2 separate regions of the Zea mays genome follow, and region 2 is linked to region 1. A link is a contact called in public Hi-C data. All regions are on one chromosome and are shown on one strand. Each heading gives the region's core, a stretch centred on a gene start, on an enhancer-like site or on the middle of the called end of the contact. The rest is flanking DNA. Distances are from core to core; before and after follow the strand shown.

Region 1 (4,747 bases), core at 1,390-3,889:
CATCCGCACCTACTATGAATGCCCTTCGACGGCGTACGCGCGAAACACACCAGTGGTGAATCTCCCCATGTGGTTTCACTGTCGATACCCGCGGTTTCCCACGCGATGGAGTTGGCCAAGGGCTTGAGTTGGACGGGGCAAGAGGTTGCAGCGGGTTTTATGCTCCCCCCGCAGGCGGAGTCGGACCCGAGGTTCCTGGTAGCTCCACCGGATTCAGTTGCGCGGTGATGGGGAAGAAGATAAGCCCGACAGAGTGGCCCCACCTTGCGAAGACCGCAGAGCCACAGGCTAACGGGGCGGGCCCCCCCGGCAGCGACACCAGGCGAGAGCGGCCCGGCCAGGGCACCGTGCAAGCGCCAGGGGCGAGCGAGAGGTTGGAGTGGGCGGGGCCGACCGAGAGGGAGAATCGGTCGAGGCGCCATTTTTCCTCTTTTCTTTTCCTATTTTGTTTTCTATTTCAGATTTTCTATTCCTATTTTCAATTTCTAAACTTCAAATTCAATTCAAATAGAGTTCAAGCTTTAAGTCAATTTAAATGCACGATCAAAAACCCCAATATGAAAGCAAAGCATGCTTTTATTTATTCCTTTATTGTCTTACTTATTTAAGCAAATGTTTTCAAATATGACATTCATACACAAAAAACTAGTTATTGTAAAAAATAATTCCTGGCGTATAACTTTTATTGGGACACGATTTATATTAAATCCTTTAGTGATTACTTATATGTATAATTCCATGAGGAGATAATTTAATTCATCTAGTAGTATTTTATTAGGAAAGAATTTTAGGAGGTGCAACTTCAAGTTAAAAAAAGTCTCATTAAAGGATATTTTAATTCAAAAGTTCTAGAGAATTTTCATAAATTCTAAATATCAAATTTTGGGTGTTACATAAATAGCATAAGATAGAAAATCTACACCGAAGAGGATGAAACACTTATAACAAAACATTAAGCAAATACTAACTAGCGATATAAGACTAATTATAATAATTACGCTTTTTCATCCTATTCGGAGGTACCTCATACATCACAAAATAATAAAATATACACATGCTCTGCTCCCCTTAACTAACGTTCAACACTAGAAGACTAAGAAATTAGATTTATTAGTATTAGACATCTAAATTTAGAATAAAGATAGAAGCATATTAACTAACTTTCTAAACCACTTATTCGAACTAATTTGGATAATACACTAATCACATGAATGTCACATTATTATTATTATTAGACCTAGCGGACAACTCATTATCAATTAGCATAGAGCCCCGCGAAACTGTATGTTCAACATTCTAAATACCTAAGGTACCTATACACGTCTTTTATCATGCACCTCTCCTATGTTGGTTGGAGAAACCTACCAATGCTACTCGATTCTAAATTCTTATGGTAGCCAGTAACATTTAATCATGACATTTGATTGACCACCAATCATACAATATAATGACTACTAGCGCATGGCCTCGACTCCATCGTGCAAACACACTGAATATAATTAACATCGACAGACTTATCGATAATTGCTTAAAATACTAAATTTAACCTACGCACCACCGAAATACCACACCCTGCAAAATTAGAACTAGTTTAAACATATTCGACAACTAAACTCATCGAAGCACTCCTCGCATCACTGGTATTCTTAACATAAACTTCATAAGCAGACGAAGCGTCTTATTTCACGATCATAAAACCAATAGTAAAAATAGCGAATCGGCTCACCATATCTCAATTCGATTTGATATTTGCCTGAAGACGACGGCCTTTGATTGAAGTCTTTGATCAAACACCTGGCGAGCGATGCATCGGAACGTCACCTTCTTCTTTTCCCAAACACCCTGATATTTCTCATTAGTAAAATCTGACGCGAACTCCACAAGAACCATGATGATTTCTAGTTCAGACTTTTCGTCGAGTACTTGGTGAATTCCATGCTGCTAGCTTCGTCTTTACCTAGCTTCACCTCGCCACACATGTGCAACGCATCAACGTGCAGCGAGATCGAAGGAGAGACTTCGGGACTCTAAGGCTGGTGGCAACGCGGGCGGTAGCGCGGGCGAGAGAGAGCCGCTACCGCCCGCGCGTGAGCGAGAGGCGGGCGAGAGAGGGTCGCCGAGCGACGACGCTCGCGCCCGGCGAGAGCGGGCGGTATCGCCTCGCTCTCGCCCGCGCTGGAGCGCCCGCTCGGGCGAGAGGCGGGCGAGAGGGAGGCGAGAGCGAGGCGAGAGCGCGGGCGAGAGCGACGTGGCGCGATCTGACTGGTCCACGTGTCGCGATCTGATTGGTCCACGTGTGGTAGCCGTTGCAACTAGCCGTTTTGACCGTTTGGAGTCCAAAAAATTCGAAAAAATTTTGCAAAAAATCACAAATTTCATCCCCAATCCCTCTATATATATCCCTACCCGGGTGGACCTCATTCCACACACAATTTCATCTCATTTCTCTCTTCCAAACTCGCCTTTTCTACTCATCTTCACGTCATGTCTTCCTCGAGCACAAACTCAAGTGAAGGAGCCGAAGGGGCAATGTGCAATGCATTGCAAGCAGCCATGGAGGAGGCTATGCTCAACCTCAATGAAGAGTCGTCGAGCCGGCCCAAGCGTCGTCGACGCTACATGAATCGTGATCGTGAGTCTGCCCATGATCGGCTTCATCAAGACTACTTCGCCGATGACTGTGTGTATCCTCCAAATTACTTTCGGCGCAGGTATCGCATGAGGCGACAACTTTTTTTGAGTATTATGCTTAGATTAGGTGAATACTCTCCGTATTTCACCCAAAGAGAAGATGCTCTGGGTCGACTCGGGCTCTCTCCCCTACAAAAGTGCACCGCAGCTCTGCGCTTGTTAGCCTATGGATCCGCTGCAGATTCAATAGATGAGTACTTAAAGCTAGCTAGATCAACTGCATTAGACTGTCTAGAGAAGTTTTGTGAGGGTATCATTCATTGTTATGGGGAGGAGTTCTGTCGTCGACCAAATGTCGTGGATATTCAGCGTCTACTAGTAAAAGCAGAAGAGCGTGGCTTTCCAGGCATGCTAGGAAGTATCGATTGTATGCATTGGCAATGGAGGAATTGTCCGGTCGCCCATGCCGGTCAATTCACAAGGGGGGATATCAAAGATCCCACCATCATCTTAGAAGCTGTTGCATCGTATGATCGGTGGATCTGGCATGCTTTTTTTGGGGTGGCCGGGTCCAACAATGACATTAACGTACTGAATCAGTCGCCATTATTCAAGGATGTCCTTCAAGGTCAAGCACCCATAGTGAACTTCATGGTTAATGGACATGAACACAATATGGGATACTATCTTGCCGACGGCATCTACCCTTCCTGGCCGGTGTTCATCAAGGGTATTCCGCTTCCACAAAGTGAGAAACATCAGTTATTCACAGATGTTGAGTGCGCTTTTGGAGTGTTGAAATCTCGGTTCAACATTATAGCAGTTCCTGGACGTTCTTACTCTCAACGTACTCTTGGTTTGATCATGCGTGCATGTGTCATTTTGAACAATATGATCATCGATGACGAGCGTGATGCCGATTTAGACGAGACATATGAGACAGTTGATTCTACAGTCGACCCGTCGATCTACTACAATGCAACCCCGAGCCTAGCAGTTAGGATTCAAATAGACAACGAGATGACGGACACATCGATGTATACACAACTACTAAATGATTTGGTTGAACATGTATGGAGACATAATAATCATTAGATTTATGTAATTTTCTATTAATTATTATATATTTTTAAATCGTCATGTAATTTTATTTTAATTATTACGCAATTTGTAATTTTTAATTCAATAAAAAATATTATGTTGTGTGTTTTTTTAGCGTTGAAATAAATCTGCGTGAATTACTTAATTCTGAAATAGAAAAGCTGATGTGGCTATAGACTGAGGCTGTAGCTTGCCTGTGCACTGGAACAGCAGAGACGAGAGTGGAGGCGAGAGCTGACGTGGCGGGACGAGAGAAAGGCTGTGCACTGGACTCAGCCTAATGTTGATGGCACAGAAGAGGGGTCTGGGCGCTGCGGCGAAGCGAATAGGGAACGTCCTCGCCAAAGTTGCAAGGACGGACAGACCAGGGGCAGCACCTGGCGTGCGATCGGAGGTGAAGAACGCCATGAACATGCGCAATTCTAAGCGCTGGTGAAGGACGACAGAGAAACAAGGACGGTCGCCGATCGACGACTGGAGCGCGGCGCGATAGACTGGGCACGTCGTGATGGCCGGCGGGCGCAGTGGAGATAGCGTTGCCAGCGCGCATAGGAGGTGAGGACGAGATCGGCGACCATGGGCAACAACGAGCTGTTCCACGGCGGGGAAGAACGCTGGGCATGACCGGCACTAGAGCAGGGCAGGGCTGCGTCAAGCAGGGAGCGCAGGACCACGGCGAAGTGAGCGCCCCCACGACGACATGCCAGACCCGGCCACGACAAGGCTGAGTAGGGAGATGACGCACAACTAGATCCATGGGCACAACACGGCGGCAGAGGTCCAGTGAGGCTGTGACGGCGCGATGGGGATGGAGGCTCGGCACCAAGGAGCCGTGGCCGAGAGAGAAGGAAGATAGCCAGTGCGCGCCACAACAGAGAAGATGGGCGAGCAGAGTAAGGACACGGAGTAAATCCACTGCGAGGATGACAGGGACGCGAGCGCCGATGGGATCGATGGCAGGGCGGGCGGATCGGCGCGACGGGGAGAAAGCTGCGCGTCCAGAGCGAGCTAGAGA
Region 2 (4,747 bases), core at 960-3,459, 210 kb before region 1:
CCGGCCATACACAGGTGCCAAATCTGGTGCTCAACATTCTCCTTGATTCTTAGATCTCTGGTGTCATGGGAAGTTTTGGGTGATGAGCTTCGGTGTATGGTTCTTCTACAGCCTAGAGAACCCCCTACCAAGTTTGGAGTCATTCCGTTTTGGATCGACCAAGTTGCTCCCAGTTTTTCTGTTAGTGGGATGTCCTTAGGGGCGTTGCACTGTCCTTAGTGGTTACCGGACTCTCCGACAATTACCGGACCATGTTCTTTGGACCATCCAACAGTGCTTTTCAGCCACCGAAGAAATCAAGGCATCGGATGGTCCACCAGGTCCCATCGAACTATTCGACGGCATTGGACCAAGGGACACCTAATGGTCCAGTGCTCTGCAAAAGATGATTTTCTTCTATGTTTTGTCCCTGGCTTTTACCCTCTTGGCTCGAGTGAGTGTGTAGTGTTGTTTTAAGTTCATATAGCTACTAGTTAACTAGTGTGAGCTCCTTGTGGTGTTTTTGGTGCTTGGGGCTGGAATTGGGATAGCGATCAAGTTTTCAAGAGAAACTTTTTGGCTCCCATTCACACTCAGACCCTCTAGTTGCGTATTTCGGTCCTTCACTAATGTACCATCATTTGGAGATTTTATTTTTGCCAAGACGTGACACCATGCATTGCATAGATGATTAGAGGTCAATAGCTCATGGTAGGTTATTTTTCAGCTCTAGACTTTCCAGCGATGCAGATGATTCGTCAGAGAGAAATGAAAAGTAGCTTTCAGATGTTGAACACCTGTTTGCCTAGCAAATGGAACGAATCAATCATGCAAAAGCAAATAACAAAGAGAACCCTACCTCTTATGGTTGCAACATGCCAGATCTAATCTTAAAAAGCTGTGAACAATTCAACTATAGGAATTACCCATTTGTTCTACGCAAATCTAAAATTGAAAAACATGAACACCAACATTGTACCTGAAGTTTTGCATAACCAACTTTCCACCAGACAGGCTCCACAAAATGCACTAACCCAAATAGATCTAATAGCTCAGGAACAACAACACCGAGGGCAGCAAGCATGGCCCACCGACAATGTAAGATTTCGAAGCTGCAAGGTAATATTGTTGGTCAGAAGACAGAACTAGGAAACTAGAGAGAACAGCAAAGCACTTACAAAGCTAGTACAAATGAAGAAACTCTATATCACAATTTCAGAAACATAACTGATTTTATGAAGCTGTCAAAAGCAGTAATCATTGTTGGTCATAACCTGGAAAAATATGAATGGTGCAGAGAAATCAAAGGGATTGACAAGCTCCAATGTAAAAAGGTTCACATAATGATTACAGAAGCAAAAGTAGCCCTTAAGAACTGCCAAATACCCAATCGTTTCCGGATAGGGTCAAGCACAACAATATATTGCCTGTAAGTTAAACAAGTACTAAACGACAACACGCGGGTACTGAAAAAGATGGTATAGTTCTGCCAATTAATGTAAGGAATAGTTTACTTTGGTATTAGGAGCACCATATGACTACCTGAAGAAGACAAACAAGCTATTGTTCCACTGCCGCTTAATACTAATATATATGGGGAAGAAAAGAAAACAGTATAGTTAACGGAAGGAAAGGAACAACGGTGACATACTTGAAGTAGTTTGCGAAAGCAACAGGATCCCTTCCCAGACCTGCAATATCGAACCCATAATCTCCAGGGTACTCTCCTGTCAAATACTCAGGGTAGTCGTAAGGCACGGGACCAAGCCACCGTGGCCGATCTCCACCGTACCAAAAGCTGCAATCGTTGCCACTCGGATACAGCTCAGACAAATCAAACGACGTGTTCCCCTTTTAATGAAGCAATAGAACGGACTGCACCTGTTGTTACGGGCGCCGCGCGAGGCAGCGCGGAGAGCGTCAGCCTCGGCAGCTGCGGCGGCCTTCCTGTCCTCGAGGCGGCGGCGGAGGCGGGCACCCAGGGGACTGTTGGCGAGGGCCTTGACTGCAGTGAAGGGGATGGCGGAAAACACCAGCACGCCCGCCAGCTCCTGCCATGATGCTCGCACTGGCGTGTGACTCCGCCGCCGCCGCCGCAAGGGGAGCGCGCTGGGCGGCGCGGCGGAACGGAACAGGAGGAGAGACGATAGCGGATGCATTGAGCGCGAGTTGAGAGTTGGGACCCTTTTGTCAGTATTTAGGAGGAAAATGCTCCAGCCCAACCGAACAGAGGAGAGCGAAGGAAGAAGACGGCAGCGCCACCGCCACGTGGCGGGAAGATGATCACGAACATTTTTTTCGTGCTTCATAAACGCAAACCCAAATCAATTCACACATGCACTAGTGGTGCAGAAATCTCTTACACATATAAAGCGACCGTCATCCTCCACGGAGCGCATAAGTCTTTTTCCCTTCGTTTTTAGTCTAACAACGCATGTCAATCATATAATCATCACGACTGCTTAATTACTCCTTACCACCACTCATACAACCATCATTCTACACCTATAAAGCACCAATTTCAATCGTCGCTTACTCCCCAAGACCACCCATACAACCACTACGACTGTTTCCTTTCCAGCACCAGTTTCGACTCTCGTCCAACGTCACGCACGGAGGGTATAACCGGTTTCGACCATCGTCCTGTATCACGCACGAAACGTATAAGTCTATTCCCCTCCCTCACGTCTCGCCTAACAAACCAGATAAGATAAATCTTATCTCTGGCTTGCATGTGTAACCAACCATACAACCACCAAGAGCGTTTACTCCTCAGTATCACTGATACAACCATTACAAGCGCTTCCTCTCTAGCACCAGTTTCGACTGTCATCCTACGTCACACACGAAGCATATAAATCTATTCCCATCTCTCGCTTCTCGCATGAAATAAATCTCATCTATTGCCTGCATGCGTAACCAACAATACAACCACTATGAGCGCTTACTCCTCAGCACCTGCCGGCCTCCGACTCACTAGCCGCCATCGTCACGCTCCATCCGTGGCACCACCTTTACCTTCATCCATCGACAAACACCTCAAACCGCTGCCGTGACACTCTACCACCATGCGCCTCTAGAGGCACCCAGGCAAGAACAACCAAGGGGAGGACTAGGAGGCGTCGGCGCCGGTAATATGTGGCTGAATAGCCGAGGGAGAGTAGGAGGAGGCGCTCCCAAGTTGAATTTAGTTTTGTATTAGTTGTTTGCAAATAAGTTGTGAGATATTGAGGTAATCAGGTAAATGATAATATATATATTGTTTATTTTTATATAATTATTGTCTCTTAAAATTTTATCGAAATGTACAGTCGGATTTCGGTCTCTGCCCGAATTATTGCAATTACATATCGAGCGCAGGCAGCATGCATGTATGCTTCACCAAGTCTGCTCAAATGCACAATTAAATAATTAAACAAAATAAATCCACAAAGGCACCAAGGTTGCATAACAATGCCACAAATCCACAAAAGCACTTAGCAGGCAGACACATGAGTACAGAAGTATGCATGATGCAAAACACCACTAGAGACACCAGAAGTCTATAACAGAACAATGCCACAAGCCCACACTCATACAGAGACACTAGACAAGACAAACTGAAAATATGCATGATGCAAAACGCAGCAGCAGTCTAGGGCTCTAGCAGCGATCCAGCCTCCTAGGCTCTAAGCGACACAACAGCAGTAGCACGCTAGTACGCCAGCACTCAAGGCTCAGAGCAGCAAGGCAGCAACACCAGACCACTAGTCCACCAGCCTGCACTCAAGCAGCAGCAACCACCATAGTCCACCACTCCACCAGACAACAGTCCACCACCACGCTACCAGCCTGCACTCAAGCAGCAGCAGCCAACAATTCAGCTCACAGCTCAGGTCCAAGACTTAAAAGACAACATATTAGTAGTCAGTTAACATACTCAAATGTAAATGTTATTTACTCATTTTGTCAAAAAACAACTCAGTAACTCACCAATATTTAGGATGTCGTGGTTGATGTTGATGGTATTGTCCTGCTAGACTTGGTTCTTTGTGACTGGGAAATAGATTCATCTAACTTCCGTTTACCTTTTGCATTGTTGGCATATTCTTCAATTAACTCTAAATGTAAGAACAATATAAAATGTCAATTAAACTAAGTCTCAGCTCTCAAGGAGGGATGCAAGTAGTGAAATTAAAAATGAGTAGCTTTTTCTAACTCTACTAATCTCTCCGTGTCCTCCTGAATATTGATTGGAGTTGATATTCGTAGCCAATCTTGAGTACAAACAAGTACTTGCACCATGAATGGAGTGAGGGAGGTCCTGAAGTCATCGAGACTTCGTCTAGTTGTGCTAAAGACGGCTCCGAGGCGATTGTCGACACTAGAATTGCTAACACATCACGTGCCATTTTTGCTAATACTGGAAATCTTGATGAATTCACCTTCCACCATCCGAGAATGTCAAACTTATTATCCTCTGGTTCAGTATCTTCACTAAGGTACTTTTCAAGTTTAGACTTGTTGCTGCCACTTACTGCACCATGTAACTTCAACTTTTTGGCAAGAAGGGATTTCACCCTACCACCTTTGCTTTGTTTTGGTTCCTTGGGATCATTATCCTGAGCTGTAACATCACTTGGAGCATGTGTGTTCCTATATTCCTCAAACAATTGGAAAACACGATCTTTAATAGCAGCCCAAACATTATTTCCATTTTCCTCACTAAATATCTCCCAGTTACTAGTTTGGTGTCTGACAATTTATATCTAGGATCAAGGGCTGCAGC

The links. Hi-C and Micro-C count contacts between places; a contact is called where the count stands out from the background.
Region 2: a Hi-C map of leaf shows a contact between it and region 1, with 5 times the contacts expected there. The contact joins the promoter of LOC100274085 here to the promoter of LOC109941100 in region 1. A contact is called at or near these places in 2 of 25 Hi-C or Micro-C datasets (leaf and tassel).

The regions. Positions count from the first base shown.
Region 1 is chr7:86,045,503-86,050,249 of Zm-B73-REFERENCE-NAM-5.0, reverse strand. LOC109941100 reads left to right here and starts at 2,639. Exons shown (of 1, transcript XM_020541591.1): 1 at 2,639-3,726. The coding sequence starts at 2,719. The coding sequence ends at 3,726.
Region 2 is chr7:86,256,200-86,260,946 of Zm-B73-REFERENCE-NAM-5.0, reverse strand. LOC100274085 reads right to left here and starts at 2,209. Exons shown (of 6, transcript NR_174878.1): 1 at 1,861-2,209; 2 at 1,631-1,777; 3 at 1,208-1,253; 4 at 959-1,091.